Linked DNA regions of Oryctolagus cuniculus: region 2 is linked to region 1. A link is a contact called in public Micro-C data. All regions are on one chromosome and are shown on one strand. Each heading gives the region's core, a stretch centred on a gene start, on an enhancer-like site or on the middle of the called end of the contact. The rest is flanking DNA. Distances are from core to core; before and after follow the strand shown. Region 1 holds the start of NUP37 (nucleoporin 37). Region 2 holds the start of IGF1 (insulin like growth factor 1).

What was found. Hi-C and Micro-C count contacts between places; a contact is called where the count stands out from the background.
Region 2: a contact with region 1 is called in a Micro-C map of ear pinna, with 9 times the contacts expected there. The contact joins the promoter of IGF1 here to the promoter of NUP37 in region 1. A contact is called at or near these places in 2 of 6 Hi-C or Micro-C datasets (ear pinna and skin fibroblasts).

What each region holds. Positions count from the first base shown.
Region 1 is chr11:105,071,838-105,079,587 of mOryCun1.1, reverse strand. It overlaps NUP37 (nucleoporin 37), which reads left to right and starts at 5,050. Exons shown (of 10, transcript XM_051845824.2): 1 at 5,050-5,158; 2 at 6,424-6,644. The coding sequence starts at 6,489. It overlaps PARPBP (PARP1 binding protein), which reads right to left and starts at 5,995. Exons shown (of 12, transcript XM_070052776.1): 1 at 5,857-5,995; 2 at 4,310-4,380; 3 at 3,120-3,273. The coding sequence starts at 3,272.
Region 2 is chr11:105,413,740-105,421,489 of mOryCun1.1, reverse strand. It overlaps IGF1 (insulin like growth factor 1), which reads left to right and starts at 3,958. Exons shown (of 5, transcript NM_001082026.1): 1 at 3,958-3,972; 2 at 7,246-7,402. The coding sequence starts at 3,958. LOC108176710 (a long non-coding RNA gene) reads right to left here and starts at 1,201. Exons shown (of 5, transcript XR_001793427.3): 1 at 742-1,201; 2 at 1-87.

The DNA.
Region 1 (7,750 bases), core at 3,801-6,300:
CTGGCTTAATGAGCTGTACCTCTCTAGCACCATAAAGTTCCTTTTACACTGAAGAAATATGGCAGACTTAAATCAATTGATCTTAACCAAGTGAAAGGTGACATCATCAGTAATGTGACCAATGATATCATGCTCTTCCCAATACAATGCAATCAAGGGATGTAATAACTTTACATGTTATTTTTTCCCTTTTCTAAGATTCATTTTTATTTATTTGAAAGACAGAGTTACAGAGAGAGGTAGAGACACAGAGAGGTCTTCCATCCCCTGGTTCACTCCTCAAATGGCTGCAATGGCCAGAACTGAGCCGATCCAAAATCAGAAGCTTCTTCCAGGTCTCCCACACGGGTGCAGGGTCCCAAGGACTTGGGCCATTTTCTACTGCTTTCCCAAGCTATAGCAGAGAGCTGGATTGGAAGAGGAGTAGCCGGGACTAGAATTAGCACCCATATTGGATGCCAGCACTTCAGGCCAGGGCTTTAATCTGTCGTGCCACACACCAGCCTCTCCATGTTGTTTCTGTCAAAAATATATAACATACACAAGAAACAATAAAAAAAACTCATTTTAAGGGACATCCTACAAAATAAACAACTTGAACCCCTGAAAATGCCAGCCATGAAGGGCAGAAAGGCTAACCCACGTTCAACGATGTTCAAGGAGGCTATAGGGACACCAATTTAACAGCAATTTAGACTTTGGATTGGAAGAAAACTGTCATAAGGAACATAATCAGACAATTGGTGAAATTTGAAGACAAGCTATATATTAAATAATGGAATAACATCACTGCTAAATTTCTCAAACTTAACAACTATACCATGATTATATAAGAAAGTAGCAATGAATGTAAGAGATAAAAGTTGAAGTGTTTAGAGATACAGGCTCGAGATGTCTGCTCCTACCTATCCAAGAGTATACAGGCTAACAATATATATGCACATGTACATGTTTGTGTACAATACATACCTATGTATACTTGTTTACTCTTACAGATTTATGTATGATGTAAAAATTACATTCAAACTAAGAATAAAAAAATCAAAAAATAAAATAAATAAATATTATATTCAAGGGGCCAATTATGGCACAAGTTAAGCTGTCACCTGCGATGCTGGCATTCCAAATTAGAGTGCTGGTTCAAGTCCTGGCAGCTCCACTTCTGAAACAGTTCCTAGCTAATGTGCCTGAGAAAGCAACAGAAGACAGCCCCAGTACAAGAGACCCTGCCACTCATGTGGTAGACCTGGATGGAATTCCAGTCTAGTAGCTTTGACCTGACCCAGTCCCAGTCATTGTAGCCCTTTAGGGAGTGAACCAGTAGACAGAAGATCTCTTTCTCTCCATCTCTTCTGATGCTCTGCCTTTCAAATAAATAAATCTTTTTCAAAAATAACATTGAAAATGGCAAAATGCTAATAACTGGTAATTCTAAGTGAAGATTATACAGGAATTCAGTGAACTGTTATAACTTGTCTGTAAGTTTAACTTTTTTTTTCCAAATCAGTAAGTCAAAAAAGTATCTTGAGGCTGGCGTTATGGTTCAGTGGGTTAAGGACCCTGCCTGCAGTGCAGGCATCACTTATGGGCACCAGTTTTAGTCTCAGCTGCTCCACTTTGGTACAGCTCCCTGCAGGTATGCCAAGGAAGGCAGCAAATGATTCCCCAGTGCTTGGGCCCCTGCATCCATGTCAGAGACCTGGATAAAGGTCCTGGATCCTGGCTCAGTCCTGGCCGTTCCAGCCATTTCAGGAATGAAACAGAGGTTAGAAGATCTGTCTCTTCACTCTCTGTAACTCTGCCTTTCAAATAAAAAAATGTGTTTTTAAAGATGTATTTATTTATTTGAAAGGCAGAGCTACAGAGAAAGAGGGAGAAAAAGAAAGATAGAAATGGGGGGGGAGGGGGAGGGAGGGAGAGAGGGAGAGAGAATATCTTCCATCCTCTGTTTTACTCCCCAAAATGGCCACTTCCTCTCCCCACCTCCTGAAGTACGTGAAAGTAAACATATTCCAAATAAATAAAACTATTTAAAATGAAAAAAGATCATAAGCTTCCTAAGTTTTAGGTGTTAAAATACTCTTCCTTTTTCAAAGGAATATTACATATATATATATATTAACCATTTTTCTCAATGGCCTTATTTTTCAAAATGAGAAATAGCTAAATCTATCAAATTCCAATATTTCTTGGGAATTTTACTGGTGAGTGAAACCTAAAAGCCTGGAAATTACAAACATATGAAATTATACTAATTCATCAGAATGCCATCAGATCCACTAAAACCAATTCTAACTCTTCAAAAATAGTCCTGTCTGGTCAGTTGGTATCTTTATCAACTTCAAACCATGATTTTGATCTCCCTGGACCCTTCTTCTGAACTTTCCCTTCCTTCATCCCTCCTCTAAATACTTCTCTTCCCTCGTCTCAAATCTTTCTAAAATCAAGAAGCCTTTCCTTACCACTTTAGCTTACAGTCATCTTTCTCTCATCTGAACACCTCTAGTCCTTTACCTAGGGCTCATTCCAAACAAGAGTTTGGCCCAAGCTACCTACCTAACAACACATTGGGGAGGTTTTTAAAAGGAGGTTTCCAGCATCTCAGTATAGATCAGGAGAATCAGAATTTCCAGGATGGTACCCTGGAAGTCAAGCTTTTTAAAAAATCCTCCTAAACGATTCTGCTACACAATCTGATTTATGAATAATTAATCTAGTCAACAGAGCCTGAAACTAAACATAAAATTATTAAATTAACATTACTTAAATTCATTTTCAAGAACTTGTTTTAGGACACAAAGGATGTCTTATTTAAACAGAAATAATTCTGAACAATAATCAGAATAGTTGCGAGTTTATATCAAGACTTCCCATCAAACATCCTATGTGCATTCCCTATGTTCATTATATGTATGAAGGCCTTAATTTTGAAACAAACTGTTTCAAATCCAAGTGTAATATTTTAACTCAAATATCCAGAGGTATTTGTGAAAATTATATATTATCATAGGAGAACAAACTGTAAAGAAATTGATGTACTTAAGTTTGTTCACATGGACAGCAACCAAAATTAGATTTAAAAAAAAGAAAACCAGTTAACCTAAATATAGTTTACTAACCTGTTTGTTGTTCTCTGCCATGGAAAGCTGCAATGCCAAGAGCATGGAGTCTGCGCCACACACAGTAGTTCTCTCAGAGTTACAAAGAGTGTGCCAATTCCTTCTGAACTCCTTAATCATATCCAAGACAGACTTCTGATTAAGCACAGCCATTCTTTAAAGCAGGAAAGAATACAACGTTGAAGTGCCTTATTTTAATTGGAAATTAATGTTTAACATGTGTAGCAAGCACAAATAGAGAAAAATAAGCAGTGAACCCAAGGTCACTTCATGTTTACCAAGATTGCTTTTAATTAAGTTTAGAAAAACAGAATAATACAATTTATGCCCAATCATATTTTCCTCTTCTTTAGTTTTCTTAAGCCAAATCTTTTGAAATAACAACCTCCAAGCTGCAATTCTGAAAATTCACACAAAACAGACATGCAAATTCTGCAAACTTAGAATTGCAGACACAGACAAAACTAATTAAAGCTGTATTTAAAAACATTTGTTTTGAAGTAGAGGTAGTATCTATGGTAGATCACTCAAGGAAAAAAAAGTTCCTATATCGTCCCAAAAGGGTTCTGTTTTTCCACCCCGTTGAGTCGGGGCCAGCCTTGTGACTTGACTTGACCAATAGAATGTGGTGAGAATGTCATTGTAAGAATTCTGAGTCTAGGCTTTAAGAGACCCATGTAGAAGAGTTAATATGGTAGGAATGCTGGGTATCCTTCAAACCAAAGTTACTTTATCCCAAATACTTGCTTTCCTCCCAAGTCTGGAATTTGGTACATGCCAGACAGAGGATTCCTCTGTGTTTGGCACCCACTGGAAATCATGGCACTGAGTCTCTAACAAGCTTCCCTAACAGACAACACTCCACCACAAGCTGCAGAAGAATTCAGCGTGTCCCGGTGACTCTACAAGGAGAGGACCTTCGGTCTTCTGTGCCTGGTCTTCCCTCCACCTTGCCCCATTAGCCTTTTACTTTTGCTGACTTTGCTTTGCAGCCCTTTGCTGCAATAACTCAGACCTGCGACTATCACTATAGGCTGAGTTCTTTGAATTGTCTTAAATGATCCAGTGGGGGGAGGTCTTGGAGGTGCTGTCTTGCTGCTCTGAGACTGCCCTATGAGGTGAGAAGCTTTCCACCTGGCTGTCCAGGTAGAGCTATCATCATCACACAGAAACCAGGAAAGAATACCCACCCTCTTTACTTAGCTTTCAGCCAGTTGTGAGAACGCAGTGAATAAGCAAGCACTCTGATTGGCAGGCTGAGCTATTAAAAAAAAAAAAAAAAAAAAAAAAAAAAAAAAAAAAGCCAGTCATAGAAGGCAGCAGAGATAATAAACACTTTTTTTAAAAAAAAAAGCTAGATTCCAAGATGCACTCGAGCCAAATTGTGAGACAGGAAGTTGTGGCTGGGAGGCAATGTGAGATGGTGAAATAACTTTATTTTCCAGTCACAGCTGTGTTCAGATCCAGTCCTCTCTCCCCCTCCCGTGTGTTGGCTGCACATCCTTTCGCATTTAAAATCTGATGGGCATTAGGTATCTTCACATGTAAAAAGGGAACGGTAATTCCTACCTCATAGAAATGGGCTCATAATCCACTCGTGCCAGGCACTTAGTAGGTGCACAATAAACAAAATGTGGGTGCTGTGAACTTCAGATAACGCCCCAGACCCACCTAAGCTCCAGAGCGAAGCGACTGCCCAAAAAACACCTAGACGGTCACAGGCACTCGACTGTCGCCGAAATGCCCTCCCCAGCCTGAATCACCACTTCAGGTGCCACAGGCAGGCATAGACGAAACCAGGACTCACCCGGCTCGGTTCACCGGCAGACGCGGGAGGCGCAGAACCCACCAAGTCCAGGTTCCCCCCGGCAGTCGTCCCGCAGCTACCGCAGTGCCCACGGGTTACATTTTAAATCTCGCGGGAGGGCCTGGGAGCCAATCGCTGCATTCGCCCTCCGACCCGGAAGCAGAGCCGGCGCACGCCTCCTCTGCCTGCAGCGGAGACCAGGTTGCTTTTGGTGGCTTCTCGGCGCTCTCCGGTGCGTATCCCTGTGGGAGCCTGAGGCGCAGCGCTCTGCGGCTTCTGGTTTCCCTACGCTTCCACCCTGTTCCTGGGAATTCCTGCCTCCCATCTCGGGCTCAGGGAGGTGGGAGCGGAGTCTCTAGGGACTCGGCTGGCCAGGCGCGGGGGCTCACTGTCGGGACTTCTCTTGGCCCTTCACTCCTTGTAGGTCTGGAGAGGCCAGCAGTCCGCCTTGTGCGGGAGGCCCTAAGGACGTAGTGACCCCAGGCATTGCTTTAATGAGTAATAGGTGAGGTGCTGGGACCCGGTTTCCTGACCTCTAATCTCTTGCGTGGATATCTAATCACCCAGAATAAATGTGCAGTCCTTCTGCCTATTCGTTGAGGTTCATAAGCCCCCCGGACGTAGGATTCACCTGATTCTCAGTAGATAATCATCAGATGCTGTATGCTTTTGTTACTGAGTTCATCAGTTTGCCCGACAACTCTGAATTTGGGTTTGGTGTAATGAAAAGAAGAAAACCTTTAAAATCTATATTTTAAAAATCTATATTTCTCATGTGGGAATGCTACTTGCAAACTGCACACACTAGGCCCTGAAGGTTGGGTAAAATTTTGTGCCTGGTTTTACAAATGTTGTTTTTATATTACGCATTTTGGAGCTCCTTTTAACTGCTTATATGGTAGCACTTTTCACGCTGGATCAAAACCATACCTAAGTTGTGATCTTCAAGGCAGGAAGCTGTGGTTTCCTTCTCCAGCACTGGTACCCAACACAACAAAGTCAATTCCTGGCTCTGCTTTTGAGCTTGGTAAATTAGTTAACTGCCCACTTGGTAAATTAGTTAACTTTTCAGTTTCTTCATCTGTAAAACGAGGATGTGCACATATTGGCTATGATAGTATCAGTAAAATGCTTAACATGACACCTAATAAATAGTACTCTATAAATGTTAAGTCTCAATTTTGTGAATATATTTTCTATTAAAATTATTCCATTTTCAAATACTCAGGATATCTTTTACATAAACAGAATTTTATGATATTACTATTCTGTGGGTATCTCTGATGAGTATGGTTAAAAGAAGAAGATTGTGGAACAAATGTTCAGCCATTAATAATTAGATTGGCTGTTTTTTCCTGCAGTTTTTGCCCCTTGGGAAGTACTTTTAAATGTTTCTTTTGAATTGTGTGTAGCATTGCAATGCCAGAACCATGTTTTGATTCATTTGCTGAATAACACTTTGACCATTGCTAATTGTGTCTGTGCTGTAATCCACAGTTTTGTGACGTTGTGCAGTAGAAGGCTGTTTTATTTTTACATCTGCTCAAGTTTTGACATACAATATGAAGCAAAATGCCACAAGAAATGCTACTTACACTGTGGATTGTGAAGATTATGTGCACGTGGTGGAATTTAACCCCTTTGAGAGTGGGGATTCAGGAAACCTAATTGCATATGGAGGCAATAACTTTGTGGTCATTGGCACGTGTACATTTCAGGTTAGTGTGAAAAACTGCAGTGAATGAGAGTGAACATATTTCACTGATAAGAAAACTTACATGAACAAAAGCTAAACTTTGAAAGTGTGTATTGAGTTTAAATGCTTAAAAAAAAAGATCCACATAGAAAGACATCCCAGCAATATTTGGTTAAGATTTGTGTAAAAATGCAGATGGTGATAAAAGGAATGTGAAACTCCTCTTTTGACTCATGATTAGTAATGAATGATTCATGTAATTGAAGTACATGACTGACTAAACATTATAATATACAACAAAAGCCGCAATTGAGATCCAATGAATTACAGTTTTTCTGCATTCTGCTTTGACATAGGAAACAAACTAATAATGAAAGTCTAAAAAATTATCTTCCAGGAGATTTTACAGGTTTCCTATTATTCAGCTTTCCTATTTGTTTTCGTACATTTTATACCTCTAAAACGTACATCTGGAGTAAACAAAGTATGAGATCGTTATTAACTGAACAGGCAGTTGGGCATAGCCACCAAGAGCATGAATTCTAGAACAAAGTATTTACTTCTGCTTTTTATACCTCATAATAGCTTGGCAACCTTGAGCAGGTATTTAATCTCTCCTATAAAGATGAGAAATAATATTCCATTAATAGAGAGTTTTATGAGGATGTAATTAGTAAGTATATGTATGTATAAGATTCCCAGAAGGCATCTGGCATGTTGTGATCTATGTATGTTTCATTGTCATTGATATGGGCAACAGTGACACTCAGTCTCAGACCCTTTATATCACCAAAGTTAAGATTGCTTTGTGGTGAGCACACCATGTTCTTTCACAGGAAAGCTAGTCTGCATGTAAGACAAACTTTTGAATAAGCACAATGTTCAACCCTGAGGAGTCTCTGGTCAGTTCATTGTTCACCAGAGCATTATTCATAGAACTATGTTACTCAGATTAATAGATGAAGTAATGCAGCAGTGACCAATTTTCAAAGACTTAAGATAACTTCGTCACTGAAGTAGTAGTCTATTATTGTAGACATTTCCTCTTTTACTCAGGAGCAATCCTGCCTCTACAATGTTCTTTGGTTTTTATTTTGTTTATTAAATTTATTTTCACTTAGTTGAAGG
Region 2 (7,750 bases), core at 2,709-5,208, 340 kb before region 1:
CACATGAGTTGAACTCTGGTTCCATGCACTATGTCATCAAGGTCCCTAAGAAGAGCATGGACTTGGCTTTTTTGCAGAGGGTGGGATCTGGGAAAGTGGCAGGAAAAAAAAAAAAGACATGGGGTAAGTCAAGTCATAAATCAAGTGCGCAATGAAAACTTTTGAAAGGAAGCCTTGGATGATTCTTTCAATGCAGGGGTTGCTCACATATCTGGATTCACCCAGACGGCTGTCTCTCGATGACACGACTTTGTATACTCTTCAGGTCTTCCCTGACCCGTCCCAATTTTGTACCTCAAACCTCTTGTAGGCAATCCCTCTTCCCCCATCCTGGATTTTCGAAAACGTTTCACTTCCCTGTCTTTCCAGAGAAATGTGTCGCTCCCTCCTACTGTGTACTGTTCATAGTTTTAAAAGAGCACATACTCACCACATGACAATGAACTTTCCCTCCCTGTCCCTCAGCCAAAAGCCCCAAGAAGTCTTGACTACGCTTGGCCCTTTTTGTCTCTCTATGGATCTGTGTCATTGGGCGTATAGTAGGTCCTCAGAAAAATGATGCTGAATAAAACATGACCCCAGATCTCTCACTGGTGTTTCTGGAAGGTAAATATTGCTGAGTTATTAACCATGCAGGAGACATCACCAGACCCAACCCTCTGCAAAAACAAATAAGTTTTCCTTTGAAAGTGTCTCCCTCTACACACAAACTTCTGGCTACAGGAGGATATAAACAGCCACCTTGGGGTTCAGTCGACGTGTCAGTGTTGTCAAGTCCCCTGACAGTGACAAGTAACACACGAGATCCAGGTATTTCCACCATGCATGTGAAACATCCAGGAGAAGGACTATGTCTGATCTGGGCTTTTGCAACCACGTTTCATAATCCACTTTCTTATCAAGTGCCTCGGAAAGCCAAAGAGAAATAGGTACAAATTGTATCCACAAAAGATAAGACCTTGATTCTCCCGGGCCAAGCCAAGTATACATTATAAATAGCAAAACAGCTGGCTTGGACCCTGCTGCCGGCCACTCACCCAGTTGAGGGATTTGAATGACATCATAACCCTTGAGAGGGTAAAGCTAGCCAGCTGGTGTTATTTAGAATGCAGACAGATTGGAGAAAGAACACACACACGCACACACACACACACAGAGGTTCCAGTTTTGCAGAAAAATATGAACAATAGTTTGCCCCTCAAGTGCCATTCCCCTAGAATGTTTAATGGTAACAAAAATGAAGAACACGATTTTATTTTAATTTTTCAGTTCGTTTTACAGCTCAGCATAGTCTTTGCCTCGACCTGGGCAAAAAGCGTCGGCCAGTATCCTAAAGGGAGCCAATCCAATGCCACCTGCCCCTTCTGTAAGTAGGTTCTAGGAAATGAGATCATTTCCCTCATTTGGCACCTGTGACAAGGGGTCACCTGAGCTCTGTCTGCCAATCTCTGGTCATTTCAGGGTTAAAATTGTAGCGTTTGCTAGAGGTGGTCTTTCCTTCCTTCCTTTCTTTTTTTTTATTTTCAAAAAAAAAAAAAAACTGTATTTTCCCTAAGATAAAAAGAAAATTGTTCACCCATCCCCCACGTGTATCCCTGTCATACTGGTAAGTGGCATTCGCAGACTTGCTCAGAAAGCAGACCCTTATTTTCCATGGCAGTCTGAGTGTCTTCATGCCTACTAACCCTGTCACTAACACACATTCTTTTAAGGGAAAAAAATTCTTCTGTGCTCTAGTTTTAAAATGCAAAGGTATGATGTTATTTGTCACCATGCCCAAAAAAGTCCTTACTCGATAACTTTGCCAGAAGAGGGAGAGAGAGAGAAGGCAAATGTTCCCCCAGCTGTTTCCTGTCTACAGTGTCTGTGTTTTGTAGATAAATGTGAGGATTTTCTCTAAATCCCTCTTCTGTTTGCTAAATCTCACTGTCACTGCTAAATTCAGAGCAGATAGAGCCTGCGCAATGGAATAAAGTCCTCAAAATTGAAATGTGACATTGCTCTCAACATCTCCCATCTCTCTGGATCTCTTTTTGCCTCATTATTCCTGCTAACCAATTCATTTCCAGACTGTGTACTTCAGAAGCAATGGGAAAAATCAGCAGTCTTCCAACCCAATTATTTAAGTGCTGCTTTTGTGATTTCTTGAAGGTAAATATTTTTTTTTTCTCTTTGAAGTCATTGGGGGAATTTTACTTAAATTGTGTACTGTTTTTCTTCTGCCTAGAACTGATATTCACTTTACATTTTTCATTGTTTCGGAACTGGGAGTTATTTATAAATTGCTGAATATGCAGTTCTGTGGGATCTGAAAAAATAGCTCCGGGAGATGGATGCATTCGCATAGATATCTTTATGAGTAGAAACTATTGCAAGGTACTTATGCTAAATCCTCCACTTCTGCAGGGCTTCGGTGGTGTCATTATAGAAGATTCCTTTAAATCCTGTCTATGGCTAAGGGCTACAGAGCGTGGATATGAACTTTGGGATCTTTTCTTTCTTTTGCAGGTGCAGATGTTTTATTTTTAAGACCGCTGTATGTGTGTGTGTGTGTGTGTGTGTGTGTGTGTGCTTGTCAGGACTTTATTTTACAAGACATGCCTCATGTAAAGAGTTCCATTTCAGATGGTATTAAAGCTTTTAAATATGATCTTTAGATCTAAGGTTCCGGAACTCCCTGCACTTACTGCCCAGAGAGACAAAGTTAGAGCAAAGTTTAATTTGCTCTTATGAAAAAGAAGTCCTTGACAACTCTTGCTGACCTTGCATATTCGTACAATCTAAACAAATGCATACTGTATACGGGAAGCAGACACTTTGTAGCAGCTGCTTGTCCAGTGTTTTCTCTCCCGGAGAGGACTTTTTCTGGGCAAAGTTTGGACTTGGGATTTTGTGTTGTAAATGTCTGATTTTATCTGCCCTGTTGCAAAGTCTCTTTAGGTAAATTTGGCTGCCGTTGTCAATGCACCAACTTCTCGTTTTTGATCACTGGCCCTGGTTCAAGTTTCCATTCTCAGCAAAATTATATCCTTTACGACTTGTGTTTTTTCAATTTGCAAGCACTTTTAAGCCGCTGTCACTGGCTCCTCCGAAGCAATTGCCTGAGGGCTCAGTTCATAAACCGTCCCAGCCACTTAGTGCAGCATTCATTCGCTGCTTTCAGTACTTCATCACTCGGATCTTTCTTAGCAGAGGAAGTGGCTTGGGAGTTGAGGATACAGCCTTGTCAGGCACCTGATTCTGCTGTCCTTGAGATGCCAACACACGCTCTGGCCAACTTGCTTTGAAAGAAAGGCAGGCAGTGCATATATCACCTCGGGGGTCAGGCAGCTGGGGGTTTTGTCTGCCTGCTTAGGTGAGCAGCAGCCAGGCTGTGGAGGGTTCTGTCTGCATTCAGTACAAGTTGGGGAAATTGTCTCCAAGTGAACTTTTCATGCCGTGTACGCTAAGCGTTTCAGAAGTGGAGTTGGCAGCTGTACTTACAGCAGGAAGTGGCTCGAGGGAACTGTGTGCTGGTTCAAACATAATTCAAACAGCGTAAGTGTCCTGTCTAGAGACAGACCCCCCAGGAAACCAGATGCTGATTGTACGCCCAGTGGCAAGGTATTTCCAAGTTGGTGAGCCTGGGCAAGGGAGGAGAGGAGCAGGCTGGGGCTCGGGCCACTCTTCCCGGCCAGCTGCAGGAGACACACGGTGGAAATGAGTGGTTTGACTGGGGGGGTGGGGGGAGGGAGGATGGACTCAGATGCCAGCTGTGCAATTTGTTCATTGTTTGAATTGACAAAAAGCAGTTTACTCAGGCTCACAGCATACCTGCCTGGGTGTCCAAATGTAACTAGAAGCTTTCACAAACCCCACCCCCAAGGCAGCACATGCTTTTAAGTCCTTCGTTTTCTATGCACATCAGCCTCATAATACCCACCCTAACCTGCTGTAAAAGACCTGGAACAAACAAAAATGATTACACCTACAGTGAGTATTTTCTTATGACTATTGCCCTCAAATTTTACTGGGCATTTTTGGTGCAGTGTAGACATCTGGGCTCGACTGATATGCCATCTCTCTGAGCTAGAAAGAGAGAACTCTTAAAAAATCTGGATTGGTGACTGATTTTTGAGGAACTATATTGCTTTTTTTTTTCTCTTCTCTTTCTGGTTCTTCCTTTTCCCCCTCTATCACATCTTCTGTTTTTCTCTATCGCCAAGGCTTTTGTATTTGGCAAAATAAAAGGCCAGGGGAATGAGGAGCATATGGGGACACTTATTTCAAACTTTTAACTCTTAAGCAAGTTCGTTATTGTTTTCTTTGGTGGGAACATGATGTGATAAATCCTCTGGTTCTCTGGGGGTGGACTGGACTGTTCCCTGAACCAAAAGGAAATGCACAGGAGGTTCTATCTTGGGCAAGAACTATAAGTACTGATATTTATCTGACAATAGAACTCAGAAAAAGAGGGGGGAAAATCTATCTAGAAAGCTTAAATTTGTAAATGCTAGAGATATAGGAGTATTGCTGGACTTAAATGTGTTCTATCAGAAATAGCTGTTAAAAATAGGGTTTTGCCACCTAATCAAGTTCTGAATTCACTAAGGCTATAAACTGAGACAGCCCCTCCCCCACCCTGGATTGCACAAAAAGTAAAGAACTTGAAGGCATCCACCATTGCAGGTGCTTAGCTCTCAGCATTATCATCAGCTCCTCCAGGAAGGGAGGGGTGGAGAAGCAGGACTGGTGAAATCACATAGGTTCTGGAGCTGGCCCATTGCCAGGGTGTGGGGACACGCTCTGTAAGGTCAGTCACGGCTTTGCTCTTTTGAAAAGAGCCATGAAGTACAGTGGGGTGGGTTGGCTGAGGTTCCCTCTGCAAAGACTGAAGGGGAAACCCCCAACTACTTCTTTTACAACTAAGACAAATGAGCACTGGGTGATGACTTGTTCCTCACAGCCCCAGCAGCTTTGGCTTTGTGGGAGTGGAGGGTTCCATGCTGAGGCTGAGAAAATGAGTTGTCAAAATGGAGTCAATGTCCAGATGAGCTTTTACCTCCTCTTATATTTTATGTCTATTATTTATGATGATTTGCAAATAGAGGGTGCTTTTCATCTTCCACTGTTTTACAAGCATTAACTAAATATTTATACTGTGTTAACAAGAGTCAGGGTTTGGGTTTTTTTCCCAGTTGCTGGGCTGAAGGTCTGGCCACAAAAATGGAAATCTTAATTAAAATGATGGAGCAAACACTGCCACTGATGCAGAGCCATTAAGTTGGGAGTTCATGGAGGACAAGGCGGGTGGCCAGAAAATCAATGACTGAGCCTGTTTCTCCAAAACTGATGGGATTCAATGGACCTGCCCCTCTGGAGAGGTTCAAAACAAGGCTCTTTAATAATTATGGCTTCCAGCCTAAGTCCATGACCCCTGGGATAGGGTCCTTCACCTCACTTCCTGTCTGTGGTTCTTCCTGTGCTGCTGAAAGTAGATGCGAAAGGTGAGAGAAAGGCGAAGTTGCTCACCTTAGGAGCTTCCTGGAAAAAAGCACATCCCTGTGTCACAAGTAGCAATATGGAAAAATTTAATGATCATCTTAGCTCTTTTTGACTGCTTAGAGTGAGGGGGAGACTTGAGCCACAGGAATCTTGACTTTGGCAGGGCTGCCACTTGGCTGGCTGTCATTGGCGAAGTCACGCCAACCAGGGTCCCTTGGTAGATTTTGCTGTAAAATGGATACAGTGACATGCAAGTCCCTCCAAGAGATGAAGTCAGAGTTCCTGTGTTGAAAAAAAAAAAAAAAAAGAAGAAGAAGAAGAAAGGCTTTGGCAGGTTTTGAGCCCACTGCCCAGGCCATGGAAGAGACTTTCTCCACCTGTGTGGATTTGATATTGGACATGGGGGAAGGGCCCAAGGATGCAGAAGGAGTAGCATTTACTTAGTGTGGAAGCTCAGAAACAATACCCCAAAGCGTGCCTCTAAGGCATGCTGTGTGCTTTGAACTAAAAGAAATAAGAAAACCTTGGAAGCAAAATCTCTTTCTGACTTTCCACTGCGCCTCTTTCTGCTCCCAGCAGACCACAGAAACTAGAACCCCTCCTCCCCACAGCCAGACACAAAACCTAGAAATATTACTCTCACCGTTCTGTGACTCTCTGTGTGAGAACTGGCCAAAAAGAAATTATCCTGTCCTATAGTGGGTCACAAGACACTCCAGGAGGGGTCACATCCTATACCCAGGAGATAGAACTGTTATACAGGGGGGCCACGAAGAATCTGAAGAGACAAGCATTGCTGGGTTTCCCCACCTCAGTCTCCTAGCATTAGATCATACCCTTTTTGTCCAATCACATTTCTACATGACTGTCCATGCTTCATTGGACCTAAGCATAAAAATCAGAGAGTTCCCCTGGATCTCTGGGTCTTCATTCTGAAGTCTCCTGGTTCAGGTAAAACTTTGATTTTAAAATGTTATGCTTTTCTCTTATTAACCTTTTGTTATAGGGGTATTGGACGTGACCCTAACGATGGGTGCTCCTGTTGCAGCATGAGCCAATTTCATTTCTAAATCCTGATATTTTTCCTGTTTCTGGTTTTTCCTTCTACTTGTGGTTGTATTAATTGTTGATATTCCCCAGCTAAGATCAGTCTCTCTCTCCCTCTCTAAAGAAAATATAATGCTGTATAGTGTGTTCACAAGTTCTTTTTTAGCCACAGCAATTTATTTTTCCTCAGTAGCTTGGGAATAATGTCTTGATTAATTTCATATTCTGTTCAGTAACGAATGCATATGCCATGTGTGATTGCCAATTTTTAGTGATTTTAAACTAACAAATATATTTGGTCTCAAATCTGTCCTGATGACAATTTAACCTTCAATCATTCAAAAGTTCTACCAGGATTTCAGAGAGGTGTGGGTAATACTTGATGGTAATTAATGCAAGCATCTTTCATTTATGTGAGTGTTTCTGGATGTTTTATCTCCATTAGCTGTAATCAGAATCCCAAAAGAAGGGGTCTGAGAGGACTCCTGCCAGGACTCCAAGTAACAAGGGAATTAAACACAGGTTGTCTGATGCAAGACATGCTCAGCGCGTGACCCCCAGCTGTCGCTCACACACTGGGTTGCGCTTGTGAGCCAGGTGGTTCTGATCAGCGTCAGATTTGGAAAACTGGGAGTAAAAGCACCCGCGTCCCACCCTCACTCCCCGCGCAAGGACCCAGGAGGAGCCCTGACCCTGCTGCTGTTTCCTTGGCAGGTAAAGATGCGCATCCTGTCCTCCTCGCATCTCTTCTACCTGGCCCTCTGCTTGCTCACCTTCACCAGCTCGGCCACAGCCGGACCGGAGACGCTCTGCGGTGCTGAGCTGGTGGATGCTCTTCAGTTCGTGTGTGGAGACAGGGGCTTTTATTTCAGTAAGTAGCCCTCCCTCTCTCTGCGCCGTGCAAGTCTGAAGTATATGGCTCTGTGAATTTACAACCGCAGGCAGTGTGTGAATAACTGAATGACTGCCCGTGGCTGGCAGCCATCCTCAGCCTCTGAGATTCCTCACCTTAAAGTAAGCATAGAGTTTCAGCGGGGCTGTGGCAGGTTTTGCAGATTTACGATGGAATTTTCCTCCTTAACAGTTTGTCTTTATTTCTTATGGAGCTTTCTTTCAGCTGTTATGAACTTCCCTCACTCTTCGGTTCTTTCAATAAAAGGATAAGGGCAGAACAGCCCTGGGGTATTGAGTCTGAGACCCTTCTAAACCTGTGGAATAT